Regions from separate parts of the Mus musculus genome. Here regions 1, 2 and 4 are each linked to region 3. Evidence: chromatin contacts called from public Hi-C, HiChIP or PLAC-seq and Micro-C data. All regions are on one chromosome and are shown on one strand. The core of a region is the stretch at or near the end of the contact, and the rest is flanking DNA. Distances in the headings are between cores, read along the strand shown. Region 1 overlaps Spon1 (spondin 1, (f-spondin) extracellular matrix protein). Region 2 holds the start of Arntl (aryl hydrocarbon receptor nuclear translocator-like). Region 3 holds the start of Far1 (fatty acyl CoA reductase 1). Region 4 holds the start of 4930543E12Rik (RIKEN cDNA 4930543E12 gene).

Evidence for each region. Hi-C and Micro-C count contacts between places; a contact is called where the count stands out from the background. HiChIP or PLAC-seq counts read pairs in DNA pulled down with a chosen protein or histone mark.
Region 1: an H3K4me3 HiChIP or PLAC-seq map of bone marrow-derived macrophages shows a contact between it and region 3, with 5 times the contacts expected there. The contact joins the enhancer-like site here to the promoter of Far1 in region 3. A contact is called at or near these places in 13 of 39 promoter capture datasets (the 3T3-L1 cell line, 3T3-L1-derived adipocytes, cranial neural crest and 8 more), 6 of 484 Hi-C or Micro-C datasets (cerebellum, cortical neurons, embryonic fibroblasts and 3 more) and 12 of 115 datasets of contacts at active chromatin or transcription factors (the NIH/3T3 cell line, astrocytes, bone marrow-derived macrophages and 9 more).
Region 2: a contact with region 3 is called in a Hi-C map of regulatory T cells, with 5 times the contacts expected there. The contact joins the promoter of Arntl here to the promoter of Far1 in region 3. A contact is called at or near these places in 1 of 39 promoter capture datasets (pre-B cells), 17 of 484 Hi-C or Micro-C datasets (B cells, CD4 T cells, CD8 T cells and 10 more), 4 of 115 datasets of contacts at active chromatin or transcription factors (embryonic stem cells, memory CD8 T cells, microglia and 1 more) and 1 of 9 other capture datasets (liver).
Region 4: a Micro-C map of embryonic stem cells shows a contact between it and region 3, with 2.0 times the contacts expected there. The contact joins the promoter of 4930543E12Rik here to the promoter of Far1 in region 3. A contact is called at or near these places in 7 of 39 promoter capture datasets (the 3T3-L1 cell line, 3T3-L1-derived adipocytes, hippocampal neurons and 3 more), 4 of 484 Hi-C or Micro-C datasets (adipose-derived mesenchymal stem cells, cortical neurons, embryonic stem cells and 1 more) and 3 of 115 datasets of contacts at active chromatin or transcription factors (differentiating embryonic stem cells, embryonic limb bud and pancreatic cancer cells).

Annotation. Positions count from the first base shown.
Region 1 is chr7:114,017,977-114,023,617 of GRCm38.p6, forward strand. All of the region lies in intron 7 of Spon1 (spondin 1, (f-spondin) extracellular matrix protein), which reads left to right. Among named protein-coding and RNA genes, the nearest start is that of Gm51454, 16 kb to the right of the region's middle. Within about 2 kb of position 2,940, at least 81 of the 459 cell types and tissues checked have an H3K27ac peak or open chromatin away from gene starts, as enhancers often do. A contact at or near this core is called in astrocytes, bone marrow-derived macrophages, cerebellum and 4 more, where this site is marked.
Region 2 is chr7:113,204,155-113,209,269 of GRCm38.p6, forward strand. Arntl (aryl hydrocarbon receptor nuclear translocator-like) reads left to right here and starts at 3,311. Exons shown (of 20, transcript NM_007489.4): 1 at 3,311-3,490.
Region 3 is chr7:113,510,691-113,515,924 of GRCm38.p6, forward strand. Far1 (fatty acyl CoA reductase 1) reads left to right here and starts at 3,144. Exons shown (of 13, transcript NM_027379.4): 1 at 3,144-3,247.
Region 4 is chr7:113,140,131-113,145,757 of GRCm38.p6, forward strand. 4930543E12Rik (RIKEN cDNA 4930543E12 gene) reads right to left here and starts at 1,885. Exons shown (of 6, transcript NR_045978.1): 1 at 1,689-1,885; 2 at 764-859.

The DNA.
Region 1 (5,641 bases), core at 1,690-4,189, 510 kb after region 3:
ATTCTCTCTGTCTCCTCTCATGGTGACCCTGATAAAGTTGTGCCCCCTCTGTGACGGGCCCGCATTTGAGGGCATTGGTCCATTTGAGAGCAGAACAGGAATATCGGACATATCCAGATGACGGGCCCTAACCCACCTCCTCCCTTCATAACAAGATTCCTCAGACTCATTTTCTCACTTTCTAACACACTTCTTTCTTCTAGTCAAGCTTTTAATCAGCCTGAAATTAATAGCATAATATCAGTAATAAATTGACTCTTGTCTCACAATGACAGGAAACAAAATCCGACCTCCGCTTTACCCCGAATCCGTCAAGCAATGACAACCTAAACACTTCATTGATTCAGTCTATACTTATTAAGATCCGAAGAATGGCTCCATCGAGGGGGATGGGGATACTGTGGTGAACGGAACTCTTCCCGGGGGCCTGCAGTTCAGTGGGGAAAGATATTTAGCGAACGTAACCTATATGTAAGGGAAAGTCCTGGCTAGGTCAGGATGAAGAGGAGGATAGCACTTTCAAAGCGTTAAAAGGCTTCTAGTTTCTGCGTAACTAGATGCAGAAATCAAAGATGAGCCCTTGTGTGGAGCCAAGTTATGCAACATGAAAAATTTAAGAGTGGTAGGGTGGTCAGGAGGTTGGAGTAGGAGAAACATGGTCAAGGGACATTATATAGTTGTGTGACAATAGCCTTGTGACATCCAGTCCTCTGTACCAACAGAAGAAAAAGCTTGTTTTCATTTTTATTTTAAAACACTTATTGAAGAGTTTTCAGCAGAAGACTGTGATCAGACAGCATTTGAAAATCAAAAGGCAATAGCCATGTCAAGGTTCCGATATGAAACGCTGAATTAGGTGGGAAGTGCAGGCAGGCAGCTGCACAGAGCCAGGAGAGAGGTGTGGGCCACTTCTGAAGGGAGGGTGGGTAGGAGCGGGGAGCAGACAGGTGCAGAGGTGAGCAGTAGCCCGTCAGGCTGACAGCTGTGGAGACAGACTGAGGGGGAAGTGAGGGAGGCAGAATGGTCAAATGCTTCTCAGGTGTGGAGCTGGCCCAGTCATGGAACTGGGAACCCTGCCATGACTGAGGTCATTAGATGAAGGTTAATGGGAAAGCCCATGAGAGCAGCTCTGCCTATGACATGTTGTTAAGATGCCCTAAAAGGTGAAGGCCAAGTGCCCAGTTAGGACCTAGCTCTGAATTTCAGGGTTCAGAGTCTCTGCAGATGCATAACTGAGTCAAGGGTAAATCAGAGACTGCCCAAAACCAGGGTCACTTGACAGCGCGGGGGTGGGGGGGTGTGGAGGTTAAGAATAAGGCTTAGGACAGAGCCCCCAAGAGCCCCCACTCTTCATGGTAAAGCCTTGGCTTCAAATGAAACCAAAAGAGAACAGCACAAAGGTGCCCAAGGAAAGAGTAGCTCCCTGGAACCCAGGGAAGACTGAGGGACACAGCCAGCTAGGCCCTACCCAGCATGAAGTCAGTCAATAGAGTCACAGACACTAAGCCACTGTGCCCTTCTGCTGTGGGATGGGAGAACCCTGCATGCAGCAGGGGAAACCTTAACCCTGCTGTAGAAGACAAAGTCTGACTTGGTTGTGACGCAGAAGGGAAGAAAATCGAGTTGGATTTGTGTGTGTGTGTGTGTGTGTGTGTGTGTGTGTGTGTGTGTGTGTGTGTTTTGGTGGCTTGGAGGTGTTTTAGGTTTTGGTGACGGGGTTGTTTCTCTCTCTCTCTCTCTCTCTCTCTCTCTCTCTCTGTGTGTGTGTGTGTGTGTGTGTGTGTGTGTGTGTGTGTTACTTCCAACGGGTGAAAGACATGTTGAAATTTGAAAGAAGTATTATATGGGGAATACCTTCCCACACTTTACCTGCCCCTCAGACTTTCTGAGACCCAGTGGAAACAAAGATAAAAAAAAAGGAAGGAAGGAAGGAAGAAAGAAAGAGAGAGAGAGAGAGAGAGAGAGAGAGAGAGAGAGAGAGAGAGAGAGAGAAAGAAAGAAAGAAAGAAAGAAAGAAAGAAAGAAAGAAAGAAAAAACAAAAAATTAATTGATGGCAAACACTCAGTTCACAAACAGCCCAAACCTTTCCACCCCACACTATGGGCTCATTTAGGGAAAGGAATTTTCCTTTGATTTTCCCAAACCCTCTATTCCCCTTTCCTTTCCAAATCTCATTAGGAAGTCAAATTAGGAAGCCTGCACGAAGCCAGGTTTTGTTTTGCACTAACAACCCCGCCCCCCCACCACCCCCATTCTCCCCCCCCCCCCCATCCCCATCCCTGCAAGTCTGATGGAGGTTAATGGGATTCCAGCCTCTTCACCCAGTGGAAAAGCCAGGGTGACCTACTTTGCAAAGCACTGCCTGTTGAAACTGACTTTTTTTCTCAGCAGTCTTCATCCGCATTCCCAGCACCCCTTCTCAAAGGGCAGGAGCGGATGAACGAATCAACGGTGACATGTTTGATTCAATAAATCAAGCCAGAGCCCTGACAGCCCAATGTTCGGGTAGAGACAGGGAAAGACGAATTCCGAGCAAAGCCGCATCCTTCACTGGTTCTTTGCAAACACAAGTGAGAAACAGTTCCTGCAATCATTGTGAATTTGCACTACTCCAGGGTGGTCTGAATGCTAAGAATTACCGGAACTTTCAAAGATATTCATCTCCTGGAAAGGACTGGCATTCCCCCTAAATTATTCCCACCCATTCCTCTTGGTTATCTCTTGCTTAGACAATGGCCGGTGTTTGTGAGATCAGCGGTGCAAAGACTGGGTCTACTTCTCCAGAAATGAAACCAGAAACAGCCCTCGGATTCCGAGGTCCCTCTTGCCTCCTCCTAGCAAGAGTCACCTGGGTCCATCGACGCCCGTGGGGTAGTAAAGGAACTCGGACTTGAGCAGGTGGTAGATCTGCATGTCCAGATGGACTTGGAATCCCAAATACCTTCTGGTTAGAAACTAATGTTGCAAAAACTTGACAAACCCTGATCCGCCAGCACCGTGCTTCAGTCTAATGAATGGCTTGGGCGCCCCCTAGTGGCTTAATAGAGTTCCTGCACTTGAGAAAACAAATTGAGACCAAAGTAAAACCTTTTAAAAACTATTACTAGGTAGGTCTCACTGGTGAGGATTTGTAACTTAGAAGGCAAGGACCAGAGTGTAGATTGATCATAAAATCATCTCTCGCCTCTTTTCCTCTGTGGTATTTTGGGAAGTTTTGCTGAAAATGAGGCACTGTACTGTCAGGAACCAATGAGAAGCCATTTCTTCACAGTTAAATACACTGGTCCCATATTGCAGGTTTAGTAACTACAAGGAAAGGTGGGGTTAAAAGCACTCGCTTCTCTGCCCTCATCCCATGCACCTCACCCTCTCAGAGGTCAGGAAAGACATTTCTTCATGTACATATTTATTTTTAATTTATGTGTGTGTAAACTGTTCATAACTTTACTAGGACTGGGTCTTTTTCTCAGAGATGTGGCTTATCACTGTGTAGATGCTGACACTTTTCAATTATGCTGGATGGGGACACTTTTATGACACTCTTATTTTTCTTGGCACCAGAGGTCTTCTGATTCACATCTTAGGTGCCCTCCAGAAAGCTAGAGGCTTGGTCTCCAGCTGTGGCATTCTTAAGAGGTGATGGAAACTTTAAGACTTGGTAAAAAGGCTCACTGGTGGTGGTGCACACCTTTAATCCCAGCACTCTGAGGCAGAGGCAGCTGGAGCTCTGAGTTTGAGGCCAGCCTGGTCAACAGAGTGAGTTCTAGGACAGCCTGGGCTACACAGCGAAACTCTGGGGCAGGGGAGGATGGAAAGAAGTTAGGCCTGTGGAGGTGTGTGCCTGGAACATCTGCTAGGACCCACCTATCCACCCACCCCTCACCCCACCCCAACCCACCCCACCCCTCACCACCTTCTTGTAGCCCCACCATGGTGCACTACGCTGCCCAGTCACAAGGAAATGTGGTCAGGTGACCATGGATTAAAATCTCTGACACCATTAGCCAAAACAAGTTTTTCTTCTTCAAAGACATTTTTCTCCAATGTTTTGTCAGTGGCAGTGGCAGAAAGCCAGAACGAGAGGGTCCATGGAGACTTTTACATTTTGAAATATTTGTGTATAGATATAATGACATGCCTCGGTGACAGGACCCAAATTTCAGCATGCGACAGGTTGCATGCACACCTTTTACAGGAGAATACGTTTGCACAATATTTGAATGCATCTGCCATTTGCCTGTGACCCATCGTGTGGGGTCAAGCGTGGAACTCCCTATTTGGGTTTCATGTTACCGCTCAGGAAGCTTCAGATTTGGGGGGTTTTAAGATTTGTAATACCAAGCAGTTCTGGTCATTACCCACAAGTGTTAACTGATGTTAATTCAATCTGTTTCTTTTGTGGTTGCTTTTCCTGTTTCAAATCTGAGAAAGGAAACATTTCTTTTCTCTTCTTTTCTTTTTATCCCCACCTTGAAAAGTAACATTTCTTAGTAGACACTTTTCTTAAATGTTTGACATTTCTCTACAGTCTGGATATTGGGTTCTAGAGCTGTATGGTGTTCCTTGCAAATCTGATGTTTTGTTTTGTTTTGTTTTTTTTAGTTGATTCAGTCTGACAGCACTTGGTGTCCAGCCTTTCCTCTCTCTCCACTCTGGCCCACTAATTTCTGTTCTACTTCGAAATATCATATTATTTTTAATTAAATTTGTCATATACTGTGGCATGCAATAAGTCTCCCTGCTTAAAAAAGAAAAAATTCACATGTAAATCTTAGATAAAAGAAAAATAGGCCACCAAATTGGCAGAATGTCATATCGTCGTGGAAGACCTGGCACCTAAGAGAGCATAAATAAGAACTTTTATTAAAGTTCGATTAAATTAAAGAGCCCTGGTTCTGGCTAGCACTTCCTAAGAAAAAGTCACACATATGCTTATCCATTTCATTATTTTAAGTAAGGTTTTTATAAGAGAAATAATAAATACTTTGAAGCGACCTTTAATTAAATTTGAAGGTCAAAGGAAATAGGAAAGCTCCACATTCATTTCCTAGATTAATTCATTTATTTCAACAAACATTTGGAAGGAGCCCATTGCATGGTAAGATCTGTGCCAGGCAAGGAATTGTAGCTGAAATACCCCCAAAATGGCCTCTACTCTATAGACTGGGGAGAAAATGACATTAAACAGGAAATTCTGAATGACATATCAGATCAGTGAATGAAGGTAGGTCAGCGGTGCTAAGCAGTTTGGGAGAATGGGGGAAAATTCCCTCATGGAAGCACTGAAGAGCCTGGGGGGAATTTTCTCGTCCTAGATAAGAGAAAGGGGCAAGTTATATCTAAAGATGCTTAAAAAAAAAATTGTTCCTATATCCTGTGCAGTCAGAATTGCCGTGCTACTCAACTGAGGGCAAGGCGTTTGGGAGTCTGGCTTTTCCATCCCTTGAAGTCTTTAAGCAGCCACACTGGTTGAAAAAGCTTCTGTGAGGGCTGGTTGTTGAGTGATGTCTTAGCTACTTTTCTTGTTGTAACCAAACCCGGTCAAAAGGAACCTAAGAAAGGAAAGGTGTGTTTTTGACTCATGGCTTCGGGAGATACTGTTCATCTTAACAGGAAAGGTGCAATAACCGGACCGTGAGA
Region 2 (5,115 bases), core at 2,061-4,560, 310 kb before region 3:
CTAGCGTAGAAGGTACATGAACTTCTGGGATGAGGGTTATGTTAAACATATTTAAAGAATTTGGCACTCCCAGGTGCTCACTAAATAATCTCTTTTCCTTTCTTTATCCCTTCTTTGGTTGTGTGATTTTTTTTTAAAGATTTATTTATTATTATATGTAAGTACACTGTAGCTGTCTTCAGACACACCAGAAGAGGGAGTCAGATCATGTTACAGATGGTTGTGAGCCACCATGTGGTTGCTGGGATTTGAACTCTGGACCTTCGGAAGAGCAGTCGGGTGCTCTTACCCACTGAGCCATCTCACCAGCCCGGTTGTGTGATTTTTATTCATGCTCAGGAAACTTAGATTGAGAGTACTTACTTTGACTTTTTAGTTGTTCTGAAAGAATTGATAAATTCATTGTTCTGGAAGGTAAAGAATAAAAGGCAAAGTAGGTGCCAGTAGAAGATAAACGGGTTTGGGTTTCTAACAAAGAGAAGCACTATGGAAAATATAACTGACCATAAAAAAACCAGGTTTGCACAAGGAGAAGCCATCCTTTGTCTACTAGTGGTAGAAAAAAGCAAGATAAAAAAGAAGATAATCAAGGCACATGGAGGGCTAGAGTCTTAACCCACCCCCATCCCCGGTTTGGCCAGCTATTCCTTGGTGAACCTTTTTTGTAGTAGGACAATGTATCATCAAGACAGAGGCAGCTAGAGTTACTATAAAATTCTCTTTGTTGATTCCAATGAGGTTCCACCCACACATCCTGTCCTTCCATCCCTTCCGGGCCCCAAAGAGTAAGTCTAATTTCTCCTCTATTTGACAGCTCTTCAAATATGTGAAGAAAGCTACCTTGTACTCCCCGGGGCAAAAACTTCTGTTTCCTTTCATCTTTCCTCATGTGGCATAGTTTCTAGTCTCATTACATCCTGATCTCTCTCCTTGTGCACAGTGATAATTTTTCTTTGCCAAGTCTCAGTCACAGGCAACTCCATGTGGGTACTGATCAAGACAGCCCATGTTGCTTTCTCTTAGACTTTCAGTGGTTGTCCGGAGACAGCATTCTTTCTCTGGGCAGCCACAAATCTCTGTGGACTGAGACTGAGTTGTGTGTGACTTAGGGCTCCCATCTTGTTCTTTTATGCATCTGTTCAGACACCTCTGCCCTACCCTGTCTAAGAACAGCAGGCTTCCCAAGATGGGACCCTATTAAGGAGCCCATTGTTCCCTATCAAATTTGGCTGGTGTTAAGTAGTATCTCTTCCTCTGTTGGCTTTCTGTTACCTGGAAAATGAATGCAAAGTTCCTAGTTTTTCTTTCAGGACATGGGTAAAAATCCTGAGTCTGGGCCTAGTTGAGAGCCTTGCACCATTTTTTGGTAACTGGCCTGATGTGAGCCTTTAGCGTGGAAGCCACATTTAGAACATGACTGACACTTTATTTGTAGAATGGGGTAAGAACTGCTTTCTGCACAGGGTGGTTGTCAGGATACAGGGGTTGAAAAAAAAGGAGGGAAAGCTTTTAGCACATGCCCGGCACACAACACGGTAGAGAGATATTGTGGGATGCATCAGCCAGCATCTTCAGGTTACTGGTACTTAGCTAGCTATTAGTCCATTTAATTAGGTCAGCATCCAGCCCACATTTCCATCTTGTAAGTAATATCTTTTCTAATGCTGTATTAAAGTTCCATCTACACAGAGAGATTCCTTCACAGAACAGGACAGAGAAAGAATAAATCTGCTTTGAAACTCAGGGGAAGTGGGAAGTTACCCATGAAGTTCTTTGGTCTTGAAGCCAATTCACATTTCAACCAAGGCTGTGTGCCTTGCAAAGGGCTGGACATGGGTCATGGCTTTATAAGCATTGAAATGCTGCCTTGTGTCCCAGGAACCTGCCTGTCTAGAATTCATTCTATAGTCACACGAGCTGGTCCACTTCACATAAGTGAGTCGAGTGTTTTGATCCCATTTGTTCATGGATCCAGCCCACATTTGCAGAGTACTTTCTGGGTGTCAGCCCTATCCCCAACACCCCACCCAGGCCCCTCCAGCACATGCTAAAGGGGAGGGAGCACACATGGTTCAAAAAGGACGAAGTGGCCTTGCTATCAGGAAGTTTAACATTTAGAAGGTTTGCCAGTTGTTTGAAGGTAGAAACAAGACAACTTCTTTCCCTCTCCCCCTCTCTCTCTATTTCTCCCTCCCTCCTCTTCCTCCCCTCTCTCTGTCTCTTTCTTTAAAAATAAATAAATAAATCTCTGAGCAGGTGGTGCCTCGGGAGGCAAAAGCAGGCGGATCTCTGTGAATTGGATTCAAAGCCAGCTTGATGATCTACAGGAGTTCCAGGATAGCTAGGGCTACAACAGAACAACTAACCACCCAAACAAACAACTTTGCAACTTTTCTTTCTTTCCCGCTCCTTTGATACTTTTGCAAAGTACATTTGCTAGGGCCATGTCCATAACATGTAATAGAATCTTGCTCAGGTCTCACCCTGTGGCCCCGGCTAGCTCAGTACTCGCGATTATGCCCCTGCCTCAGCTTCTTGAGGGTTGGAATTACAGACTACGCCACCACCCCCGGGAGACTTCTCTTCCGATCGGGAATGACAGCTCCACTGGACGCTTGGAGGTCAAGAGAAAAAAAAAAAAAAAAAAAAAAAGAACGCGCGATCCGGTTAGTCGTCGGAAGGAAAAGTCTTCTAAATGCGCTAGCTATTAGCGCTGTGGTTCCGACTAGGACAAGCCAGGGGTTTCAGGAAGGTTCTGTCACTCTGTGTTCCTAAAATGTGGTTTCCTAGATGGAGCTGGAGAGGGATGGGCGAAGAGATGCGGCGTTTTCTCAGTGTTCTGCGAGCCAGGAAGGGGACGGAGGAGGAGGGAGAGCTGAGAGGCAGTCACTAGCCAGGGACGCGGCTGAGGAGCAGGGGACAACGGCGAGCTCGCAGAGTCCGCAACGCAGTGGCCTCAGCGAGCTTTAGACCTGAGGGGGAAAACCGAGGGCTGGGGCAAGAAATCCACAGAGCGTGCCAATTGGTCCACTCCTCGGGGCGTGTGCTTCTGTGCGCCAAATGATTGGTGAAGGGAAAGTAGCAGGTAAACCAGCCCTGCCGTCTTGCCATTGGTCAGAGGCTTTCCTATCGGTCACTCGATTGGCTAGCCTAACGCAGAGCAGAACGCGAATTGGTTTGGGTTGTCCGCCAAGACAACTCCGTTCGCTCTCTCTGATTGGCTAACGGGAAGAGGCAGGTATCCGGGCTGCGCGGCTCCTCCATTGGTGGGCGGGGAAGGGGGGTTGGGCACAGCGATTGGTGGGCGGGGGGCCGGGCCTGGGCCGGCGGGGAGCGGATTGGTCGGAAAGTAGGTTAGTGGTGCGACATTTAGGGAAGGCAGAAAGTAGGTCAGGGACGGAGGTGCCTGTTTACCCGCGCCGGACTTGCCGCCGCCGCCGCCGCGGGATCCGAGTGCGGGTGCGGGCGCGGGCGCTCGCAGCGAGCCACGGTGAGTGTCGGCATGGCTGCGGGCAGCAGCCGTCTCGGGGCGTCCCGTCGGGGGTCGCGAGTTCCCGGGCGGGCGCACCGCCCCCGCCCGCGGCGCAGCCGGGCCGCCGGGAGCCCTGCCCGACGTGCCCGCTGCCGGCCTTAAAGGGCCCGTGCGGCTCCCAGCCCCCACCTAGCCTCGGGGAGGCTGCGCCCCTTAAAGGCGCCGCTCCCGCGCACCCCCATCTTCCCCGCCTGGGCTGCACAGCGGGCGGGGGAGGACTGGGGGGACCCTGGGACGCTGTCAGCGGGTGCGCCCACCTTCCCCGCGCGGGCATCACCACCTGGCTCGGGAGGGGGCGGCCAGCGGCCTCTTAAAGAGACAGCAGTACCGGGTGGCAGCAATGACCCGAACCTGGGAAGAGCTCCGGGATACATCCCCGGGAGCTTCTGGATCCCCGAGGAGATGGCCGGGACGCGGGCAGAACGATGCTATGCGGCGCTTGCCTGGTCAACCCTTCTACACTTCTCCCTCGGGAGCCGGGTGGGGGCGGGGAGGGCGTCTCCGTCAAGTCGGGGAGTCCGTACTGGTACGTCCCTATGGCCTGTCTTGGGGCTGGCGCGGACCCCGGGAATCCCCTGGCTGGCTTGGACCAGGCCCACGGACAGCCGTCGGGCCTGCGCTGTCCGGTACCTGGGTGGTCCTGGAGGATGTGTCTTCCCCGTTGGGTCTGGGAGTAGGTACCCGATGGCGTGGGGACTGTGCCCTGTGCCCGGTAGGCGTCAGAGACCCAAGGAGTGCGCAGCAGAGGCTTCACTCCGATGCGGGTTTGACAGATAATCGGGGAAGAGGAAGGTTTCCACTGGAGATTACCCCAGTGTAGACAGCTTGGGGTGCTCGGGTTTGCAGGGAGAAGTCAAAGATAGAATTTTAGGCAGACTCGGGGCGCACATGGAAGCCATCCCCGGGGTCGCGTAGCGGGTTGTGTTCGGAAATGAGTGCGTTGGACACCGGTGTGTGTGTCTGTCAGAGTTGCGCTGGCCAAGCTGACATGATCGCCCCTTACCTGTTCGGGGTGCACCTTCTCCAGTCCTTTCCCTACATTTAGCCTAGTTTTGACCCTCTGACCCCTTGAGATCTGGCTCCTCTCCTGTCTTAAGTTGCTACTTTTAAAGTAAGAAATCATTAATCAAGTTTTCTCACCTAACTTCCAAAAATCAGAGACTGTAATCACGACCAATTACTTTTTGACAGTACCAGTATTGCCAAGATCTTCGTTGTGGGTTTTGTTTTTATGTCCAGGAAAACTGATCATTAAATGCTTTTTTTCCTACTGCTCTTGCTTGTCATTTTTCCTTTTCACATTTGCTGCTGTGCCCTCTTTCAATCTATTTTTACTTAACAACTATTATTTTTATTCTTAAGTTCCCATTGATACCAGGATCTGTCAATTTGGGTTGGTGGATTTTCTAATTAATGTACTAGTTGAATCATGAGCTTAAAATAATCATTGCTGCTCTTGAGCAGTTTTGAATAATCTCAGGCTCCCTGTGCTTGCAAGAAAGAGGGGAGGATGGTTCGCTGCTGTTAAATTTGATTCCCATACCAGTGAAGTTCCAATATATATATAGATATATTTTTAAATA
Region 3 (5,234 bases), core at 1,894-4,393:
AAGTCGCATTTGAAAAATTGCTTTCTAGACAATATGGCTAATTGAAACCTGAATAAATGTCTGTTTGCTCTGATAAAGTAAGTATATTTTGCTATTGTATATATGAAATATAATTGTATATTATCTGTTTGTAATAACTAGCACTGTTTCCTGATTTTATAAGAGATTTAAACATTTGATTGTCAAGGCCTATAGACTTACTCTACTAAACTAGAGATTTTAAATTTTGCTTTAGAAGTAAGATTCTATATTCTTCTGTGCTGTGATATTAATTTTTCCGGGCTCTACATGATTCTTTTTAAGTTGTGCAAGCCTTTTAAAGATTGACAGGTATTAGATATTTGTAAATCTATATGTAATTACCTCATTTTCCAAACAGATGTACTGTTGTGGTTTTAAATAATCTTTTTTTTTTTTTTTTCCCGAGACAGGGTTTCTCTGTGTAGTCCTGGCTGTTCTGGAACTCACTCTGTAGACCAGGCTGGGCTCGAACTCAGAAATCTGCCTGCCTCTGCCTCCCAAGTGCTGGGATTAAAGGCGTGTGCCCCCACCGCCCAGCGGTTTTATATAATCTTATAGCTAACTATTTTCTGTTGTGGTGATTTTGTTTTTGTAAAGCCTTATAACTAAGCAGTCTGTTAGAGTTCTACAGCGGTACAGCTTCTGACAGAGGAATGTGAACAAGATTTGTGAGGTGAAGTAGAATATTGTGAGTGCTTTTATACTACCAACAGGGGTGGACAACAACACAAGCCCCCAAGCCCCCAAGCCCCCAAGCCCCCAAGCCCCCAAGGGAAATCACCTGGCACCACGTAGTCTACCCTGAAGCTATTCTAAAGAGATACTTGTGTGTCTCAGTCAGACTACAGAAACAAAGGACCTTAGAGAAATGGGAATTTCCCTAGAACTCTCAAGCTGGGGGAAAAAAGAGGCCAGCCAGAGAGGGAACTAGCTTTCTAGAAAGATTTCACAGAGTTTTAGCAATGCACCAGACCAAGTTATGAGATGAGACTGAAGCCCAGACAATGATGGGCCAATGGCGAGTGAGATAACACATTGACTGTTACTGCATAGACGTGGATCTCCTGGGCCCTTAAACTTTAATCTTATGTCAGGATACTGAAGATAGACTGTGTGTGTTGTGTGTGTGGGTGCAGCTAACTGGATCTCCCTGTCCCTCCACCCTATGTGGCCATGTTGAATAAATCTCCTTATTCTGCTCTCCATTATTAATGCCTTTTAGTTGCCTTGAGGACAAGTGACCCAACCTGGCTTGGAGTTCCCAACTAAGTTTCAATAGTACGTTGCCTATGTTCTGGTAAATACCCCCCACTCCCCATCTTCAAACACATTCATGCAAGCAACTGTAATTAAACTCGGGGATTAAAAAAAGACATCGAAGTAGCAGGAGGCTTTAGAGTGAGATGATTAATGGAGGTGTATCTGTTAGAATGCATCCAACATACATATGAGATTGTCAAATAAAAAAAGCACAGAGTTTGCAAAAAGGGCAATCCCTTATACCCGTAGTAGTTTGTAGTTCTTAAGTATTATTTCTATTATTTTAAATTACGTGTATGCGTGTGTCTGTATGTGGGTGGTATGTGGATGTGAGTGCAGGTGCCCATGGAGCCCAGAAGGGAGGCATTACTAGCAGGTGATTGTGAACTGCCAACTGTAGATTACTGGGGACTGAACTCGCATTTTCTGAAAGAGCAGTACCTGCTTTTAGCCACTGAGTCTTCTCTCTAGCCTCGGTTTTTAGTTTTTGAATGACAGCTAAAGCCTGGTGTTGATTATAACCAGGATGCAATAGTTTTTTCCAAAATGATTGCACCGTGCATGAAGCACACAGCCCCACGAATCTTCTTCATACACCCGGGTAATCACCACCACATCAAGAAAAAACAGGTTCCCAGCTCATACATTGTAATGAGCATAGTTTTTTAGAAAAATGTTTTTTAGGCATGTAAAAATAGTGTAGTCAGGATCCCCACTACACTCAAGGCTGCACCTGATAACCATAACTCCGTACACCACTCACTCAAAGATAACAAGAGATAGTCCTAGAACTAACTCCACGATGCCCAGTGAACAGTATATAAGCAGAGACTAAGAGCAATGCTCTGCTCTGCACATCTGGAGAGATGCCACTTTGATCTGCCCTGTGGCTGGAGAATCTTTTCTAGGATCCTGCCCCTGGAATCAGAAATTTCTGTTTGAGACTGGACCTGACCTTCAGCCAAGATACATCGCATAGGTAAGCAGCCTCGGGAGATAGGCTTAGGACCGTAGTTAGGAATTCAGAGTGTTTATATTGTGTGAAGACCCAAAGCATAACTAAATAAAACTTGTTATACTAACTACGCGTATCTACCTTCTAGCTCGCGACACTCAGCAAGTTCCCGTGCACCCTAGCTCTCAGCACACGCCCCACCTTCCAACGCTGAAACTTCTCTCACTGTCCCTACATCTTGCACGGGATTGTCTTGAAGGAGGAAGGACTAGGTGGACAGTCTCTCGGGGAGGATGGACGCGGGCTCCAGTCCTCCCGATGGGCCCTTCAGAAGGTCCATACAGTGCTGGCTCCACATTCCGAAGGAACCAAGCTGGCAGTTATCAGGGAGGATCCTCACACTCAGTTAAGACCGAGGGTAGCCGGCCCCATCTGGGGAGCGCCAGGGTGCACGTTGGCAGTACTCAAGCACGCCGCGATGGCTGCGGGGCGGGCTCTCACGTCTGCCACTTGTCCCGCACCTTTTGCGTGGGCTGGGCTCCCGCGCCAGGGTAGTCGGGCGTGGCCCAGGGCGCGACCCTCCGGGAAGCGGGCGGCCGGGGGCGGCGCTGCTGAGCGGGGATGTGCGGCGCGCGCCCATTGGCTGCGCTTTCCCCGACCACACCGCCCAGCCGCCCACTTCCCGGCCTCTCTCCGCTCCCCCATTGGCCGTCCTGCCTGGGGGGTTTGGGGTGGGCGGCTGAAGAAGAGTGGAGGGTGAGCGGTTCTCCCGGGAAGAGTGTGAGCAAGAGCCAATCAGGAGCAGACGTGGAAAAGAGGCGCCACGCCAACCAGTCAGACCCCGAGGCGCGGTCGGGACCCGTGACGCCATAGCGCTCTCAGCCAATGGGCGCACCGCTGTCGGTCCGCTCTTCAGCAGCCGGTCGGGGGCGGTGAAAAGCGAGTGAGGAGAGCGCGACCACGGCGTAGCCATCGCTGAAGGGAGAGCGAGGCCCGAGCTTCCGCGTCGAGGTGAGCGGCACGGGCTCTGTCGCAGGCTCGGCCGCGGCCCCTCCGCACTTGGCCGCCGTTTTGCGGGAGTCCTAGGCCGGGCTGCGTTGAGGTGGGGCCTGCGAACCGCCCCGCCCCCGCCCCGCCACGGCCGCCTGGAGGCGGGGGCGCCTCCTCTGCTGGGACTGTCCCTGCGCGGCGTGGCCGGGCCGCCGCCCTCCCGACTGCCAGGGCCGCGGCGAGGGAGCTTAGAGGCCCCTGGCCTGCAACCCGGGGAGGCAGGGGTTCCGTCTGCGGGGGGAGGCCGCGCAGAGGCGGCCACGGTGGGGGCCCGAGTTAACGGAGGAGGGTGGCGGCCTGGGATTGAGAGGAAGAAAGTGATGGGAAAGGGGTGATGCTCTGGAGAGGGCGTCCAGTGAGGAGGCCCCTGCTCCAGAGTGGGATCGGCCTCTGGGAAGTAGGTATCAATGGCGTTGCGGAGAAATCAGCTGAGAGATGGAGAACTGGTTTGGGGTTTGAAGGTTAAGGTCTCTGGACCAATGGGGACAGGGCATGTGGAGTGTGAGAAGGTACACACAGAAACCGGAAGGTGTCCGAGGAGTGGATTTTAGATGAGGGGTGGATGGAGGCTGTCTGACTAGAAGGCGTTATTTGGTTTCTTGGAAAGTACACAAGGAACAGTCAAGGTGGATTTCTGTGTGCTTGCTCAAGGGTGGGGATCTTTTGTGAACAGTGGAGTGAGTTGGGAGTACAGAGTTGAGAGAGAGTATCTCAGGATGACAGCTCGGAACACTCAACGTAGCTACCTACTGAGGCTGATCATTAGCTCACCTTTATGCTGTCCCCTGGATGATCCATCTGATTGTTTAGCCACAGCTCACACAAACTTAGCTCTTAGAAGTAATGGGTATTAAGTATTCTTTGATTTTTTTTTTTTTTTTTTTTGGACTGGGAAATTGCTTAATTCTTAAAGAAAAGTGCTAAGGGCAACATTTAAAGAGTCTGGTTGGGGATGGATAATGGATGGGTAATATGACATGAGGATGGTGCAAGGTGTCTTACAAAAACAGAAGTGATACTGTGTGAATGTAGTTGTGCAGTTCTGAATGAGCAATCTTTTTAATGTAGTGGAATTTGTTTTATGCTTGTTGGGCAGTTGCTTTCACTTTTGAGACTAGTTTTGTAGTTAAATAAACAAAAAATATTTTCACTTAAGAAAGACATTAGTATATGTGTGTTGCTGTCAACTGCTTTCCTCTTTGAAGCTTTTATTTGTAGGGTACAGGTAGAATTAAATCCACATTTTCAGTGGATTTAAATGGGAGAGATAATTTCTGCTTAAAGATAGGACAAAAGGCCGGTGAAAAGTTACAGTTTGAGGGCAGAATTCAAGAGAGCAGTTGTATAAATGTTTTCTTATTCACCAGCTCAGCATAGAATTTTAGCTAATGGATCATTCTTTAGGACAGAGAAGGTATTTGTGGGTAACACATTACTGTAATTACATTTTGCTTTTAGTATAATCTAGTTCCCAAAGGGCTGAGTTACCTGTAAGCAGAGAGACAGTTCAAGAGAAGGGCAAGTTTTTTGGAAAAGGTGAATTTTGGGTCATTTGCACCAGGAGTTGGTGTGTGGGTTATTACTAGACACAAGAATGATTACAGTAGTTTGGATGAAGTATAAGCAGACTGTGGATTTAAAAACCTCACAAGTGTAAATAGTTTCTAAGTCCAATTACAGATCTGTCTGAAGAAATGGTTAGATATGTAGCCATCAGTTAAGCTTCTTCCTGCAGCTTGGTTGGTTGGTAAATAGTGGTTCCCTGTGATGGCTCGAAGGAACAGAACAGTTGGACTGAAGATGGGGCATATATGCACCCCCCAATTTTTTTGATAGTTAGAAATTTATTGGTTGCTACTTTGTGCCAGAAACTGTTTTGAGCTTTCCAAGTATCATTATTTGATTGTATTTCATAGGTGAGGGAGAGGTTCAGACAGATTTGACTTGC
Region 4 (5,627 bases), core at 635-3,134, 370 kb before region 3:
GCGATTGCAGTCACTTGCATCATGCAATCTTCATTGTGCCGACTTGAAAAACACTTTTTCTTCTCCTCCCACGACCAGTGTGACTCATCCCTGGGGCAGATAACACAGCTAGAAACTTCACTTTCTAAAATCTTTTCAAAAATCTGCTTTTTGAACATTCTCCTCCCAAGACAAAAACACAAGGAGGGTTTGGATTCTCTCAACTTGGCGGTTGACTGACAGAGTGCTAAAGATGTTTGGAGCTTCATCTCTGCAAGAGCCTCCAAAAAAGAACAGGCAGGCGAGTCACCGAGCGAGTCGTTCATCTTGGCTCCACTCATGGCTCTCTCAGGCCTTAGCACCACTTCTCACTCAACAGACACAGCACCTCCATCATTCCTGGAAGGCGTGGAGACTGAAGACCAAGAAAAAGCACAAACCAATAAAAGCTGACGTGGAGCTTAGGTCTGTCTAAGCCAGAAGGGTGCTGTAGCAATGTTACCCTGTTTGTTCTGGGTTCAATAGAAGACAGGCCCACCAAAATTGGGTGCTGATCTTTTGTATACATGTGATCTATGCACGTGTTCCTGTGATGTTCCTATGGGGTATATACTGTGTGTTCAGTTGCATGTACACCTGTGTTTACATTCTTGGGGAGGTCAGAGGTCAATGACAAATATCTTTAATTGTTCTCCACTTGATTGATCATCAGTGCTTTGGAGGTTTAACATATGTTTTTTTTTTAAAGAGTTTTTTTATGTCTATGAGTGTTTTGCTTGCATACCTGATGCCCTGGGAGAAGAGACGAGGGAGTCAGATCCTTGGAGTTAGAGCTGCAGTTCTGGATGGATGTAGGTACTAGAAATTGAACCCAGGTTCTCTGCAAGATAAGGAAGAATTCTTATCTTCAAAGCCATCTCTCCAGCCCCACCATTTTGGGTCTTGAAGACAGGGTCTCATAGAACCCAGACTGATCCTGCTGTTTCTGTCTCCCACAGGTTGGCTTATAGGCACTAACCACCACACCTAGATTTCCATCTTCTTTTTTTAAAACAGTCTTCTATTGAATTTGACACTCACAGATCCAGCTAGATTGGCTGGCCAATTAACTCTGAAATTGACTGATTCCACCCTTAACCCCCCAGTGCTGGGATTGTAGATATGTACCACACGCAGCTTTGAGATGGATTCTGGGATCTGAATCCAGGTTCTCTTGCATGTGTGTCACACTCTCCTCACTGAGCCACCTCCCAGCCTTGAACACCCATCCTTGACAAGACAAGATGTGGGCAAGGACAGCATCCCTGGGAAAACACGGTATTCTCCTTTCTGGTTTGTGGCTGTGACAAAACACTGACTAAAAGCAACGTAGGGAGGGGAAAGGGATTATTTGGCTTATGGGTCACAGTTCATCACTGAGGGAAGTCAGGGCAGGAACTCAAGGTAGGAACCTGGAGGCAGGAGGTAAAGCAAAGAAGACAGAGAAACGCTGCCTACTGGTTTCCCTGCGTCTTTCTCTGTTTCCTTTCTTACACAACCTAGGACCATTTGCCAAGAGGTGGTACTGCCCACAGTGGGCTGGGCCCTCCCACATCAATAGTTAATCATGAAAATACCCACAGACATGTCAATGTGATAGAGGCAATCCCTCAACTGAAGTTCCCTCTTCTCAGGTGATGCTAGTGCGTGTCAAGGTGACAAAAACTCACCAGCACACACAGTTTTCAGTGATGGTTATGACGAGCACCTGCCCCAGCCACCAACCTGCTCTTTCCCGTGTCCCTCTTTGCACCTTGACTGCAGTGCCAGGAGCTTTTTCTCCTGTCCACCCCCACACAAGGACATAAAAGCCCCTTTCTCCTAGCTTGCCGCTTAATTACAACTTACTGCTCCTTGTCCCAGCACTGCCATGGCAACAAGTAGCATTGGTACAAGAGTCAAAAGCAAGAAAGGTTGCCTGGCAACAGAGTAGTAGGATGAATTCAGCGATCCCAGAGGCCCAAGTTCTAGCTTGGGTTCTGACTACCTGGGACACAGCAGATAAAAACCGAGCTCCCCTGCACTTTGATTAGCCTTGGGGATTGTATTGTTATTTGTGAAACAAAGGTAGGAACAACGTTGGTCTCAGAGGACTGCTGTAAAGAGCAGCTCATTCCACTTATTCTGGGTCGCTGTTGTTGGGAGAGAAAAATCGCACGTGTGGACTAAGCACAAAGCAAACCAATGTCAAAGACAGACCAAGGTCAAAGGCAGATTACTTTCTGAAGACTGAGCTGCAGGAGTGTCAGTCACTTTGGTGCCATCTCTTTGTTATGGTCTCCTTCCTGTAGCCTCTTTGATAGTGTCTCCTGGGAGGATCATCAAATGTGTCAGTTATAATTCAAATGTAGATGCTGTTCGGCCAATCAACTTTATCTCTAGGAATCTTTGATATGGAAATACATGAAAATGTTTTCAAGCTGAAAACTGAATATGAACCCAAGAGGCCATTGAAGAGGGGACAACAGCACATCAAGCAGTGGGACCAATGGGATGCTGTGCAGTTTGAGAGGAGTCATTTGTCCAGTGATTGCTATTCTTGTTTTGTTTTGTTTTTTGTTTTGTTTTGTTTTTTGAGACAAGTCCCCATGTAGCCGGAGCTGGCTTCAGGTTTGCTAGGTAGCCGTATGACCTTAAACTTCTGATCTTCCTGCTTCCACCTCCTGAGGGCTGGGAGTCTAAGCATGTATCACCAACCTCAGTTTAATGCTGTGCCGAGGATAGAACCCAGGTCCTGCACATCCTATACCAACTGTGTCACATCCTCAGCACTTAGGAATTGGGGCCACTGAATATTACCTGCTACTGATTGTTCCCTGTAGTCCCTCAAGGCCCTGTGAAGAGGTCATGCCATTTGTAACAGCAAGATACTAGAAAACAAAATGGCCAGCATTTGAAATTAAAGTAACACTCTGTAGGGTTAAAAAGGTAGCTCTTCATTCAACAACAGACAAGGGGGTCTCTAAAATAAGATGTGTAGCAAATGAAGGCAAATGGCAGACAGACACACCCTTTCCAAAGATGTACCTACAAACACATCTCAAAATGCCTGGGAGGACTTGTCTCAGAGTATAAACAGTCACTTCTTGTTGCTTCCAGAAGAGGTGATAAATGCTTAAATATCCTCAAATGTTGTGTATTCCATTCCACCCACCTGAAAAGCCAGCCAGGGCCAGATAAACACCATTACCTCGCTAGCATACAGCAGTGGGCCTCACGATACTCTCCAAGTCCTTGTTGTCTCTATCACAATGTTGACACTTTAATCAGTTGCTTATGTGTTTCACACTCAGCCTCCCAAGTAGACTAAGAGCTCTGGGGTTGCAGAATCATCTTTTTATTGCTTACTCCAGGGTCTCCCCAGCCTCCCTAGGACATTCATTAAAATGAGAGGTTGAAACCTTGATGGAACAAGCCGAAGTCACCCTAGCTGCCGTGGGTTCATATCCACTCGTGTTGGGCAAGCATGCTCTAAGGGAGAGTTGGTTAGAGAAGAAGCTGGGTGGAAACTGCCCAAACAAGTCGGGATGTTGGCATGACGTTCACAATCTGGGCAGCAGGTGGCGCACATGACCTAAATTTCTTAGGCCATTCACAGAGAGAAGGATGTAGGGGAACCAGCAAAGTGGAGAATGTCATTCTCAGGTGTCTCCGGGCAGATGCTCTGTCCTCTGCCCCAGGATGTGACCCTAGCCTCTGCCTTCCACCCTTTGCTCTCACCCTCTCCAGTCCATCTATGCTCCCTCTGAAACCACACTTTTCTCATGGAGCACCAGAGCTCTCAATCCCACCAGTGACAATGGGTATCCTTAAAAATGATCAAAGGAGCAGAGGCTAGCCCAGGACTCAGTTCCAAGTTGTTGTTGGTTGTGTCCCCTCCACCCTTTGCCAAGCCAGGATCACTTAGGAAGAGGGATCATCATCCGAGGCTTGAGATGTTGCTCGGTTGTAAGACTGCTTGCCTAACATGCACGAAGCTGGGGATCCATTCCCATAAACTCATAAGCCAGGCATGGTGGCTGTCTCCGTTGGTTTCCTGTTGCTGTGATTCAGTCCACGGCCAAAAGCGACTTGGGAAGGCAAGGTTTATTTGCCTTATACTTCCACATCATAGTCCAAGGAAGTCAGGGCAGGAATGTGAGCCGGAACTTGAAGGCAGGAAGCGAAGCAGAGGCCATGGAGAAATGCTGCTTACTGCCTTGCTCTCCATGGCTTGCTCAGCCCACGTTCTCACATAACTCAGAGTCTCCTGCCCAGGAGTGGCATTTCATACAGTGTCCTGGACACTTCCACGTTAATCATTAGTCAAGAAAATTCCACACAGACTTACCTGCAGGGTAATCTGATAGAAACTTTTTTTTTTTTCAGCTGAAGTTCCCTTTTCCAAGATGACCCTGGCTTGGGTCAGGACAGTGACACATATCTGTAATCCCACAACTTGGAGAAGAAACAGGAAGGTTTAAAGTTCAAGGTCATTCTCAACTATATTGTGAGTTTGAGGCCGGCTTGGACTACAGGAGACCCTGTCTAAAGAAAATTAATAATAAGTCTTAGGTCCTTAATGACCGGAACTAGAGCTCTGCTGGTAGTGTGTGGGGCCAGTGACCGGCACAGAAGTATGGGAGGACGGAAAAGAGAATTCATGAAAGAATGCTGTCCTCGTGGTGGCTAAGCCATCCTTGTGAGACTGAGATTAGCAGTGTGGAAAGCAGAGATGAGTATAAGGAAGACCATAAATCTGCTGCTCTGGTCTCCAGAGCGTGGGCAGTAGTAACGGTGGACTGGAAGAGGACGCTGCATGAGAGACATAGGCACAGCAAGATCAGCTCAGAGGCTGTGGAGCAAGTAATTCCAGAGGGTCTGTTGTAAGGCTCGGAGGTGGCGGGGGCGTGTGTATCAAGATTTCGCTCAAGGGTACAGAGGGGTTCCTGGAAAGGACAGACTGCAAGGGATGCAAAGGTTCAGATGGCTGACGTCCGAGTTCTCAGCTATTGTAAACAAGCCTGAGTAGCACAGAGACTGCAGCTAGTCTCTCTGAGAAGGGTGGGTATTAGGTCTGGTAGCTGCAGATGGGAAACCTGCTATCCGCTGATTCTCTGGAACTAGCAGGCAAGACAGATGGACTGGACACAGCCTCGGGGGCTGGCAAGATGGCATAGCTGGTAAGAGTGCCTGCCCTGTAGGCCCGGTAATGCTGTACAGGTCTGATGATGTGAGTCCGAACCCTGGATCCCACAGCGGAAGGAGAGAACCTGCTCTTAAAAGTTGCCTGGGCCCATACCCCACAAATGTGCACAGTAACGGTGATTTAATTTAATTTTTGCAAAAAGACGACTGTCTTTAAACTCTGAGCACACACTACTCAGGCTGGTAAAGGTCAGCCCTCTAAACTGAGTCCATCACATAGAGACACACCCAAGGCATTACATCTTTAGAAAGTGACAGTGGCTTCCCTACCTCGAGAATCAGAGTTGGATTGTTTTTTTTTTTTTTCCTACTTTGCCTGCCTTCCAGATTCTCACAGATTCACAATGAGCACACATTTTGCAAGTCTGCCTGCCCCCTCCTCTGCATAGCACATTGAGTATTTTCCACATTGTTCTGTCTTA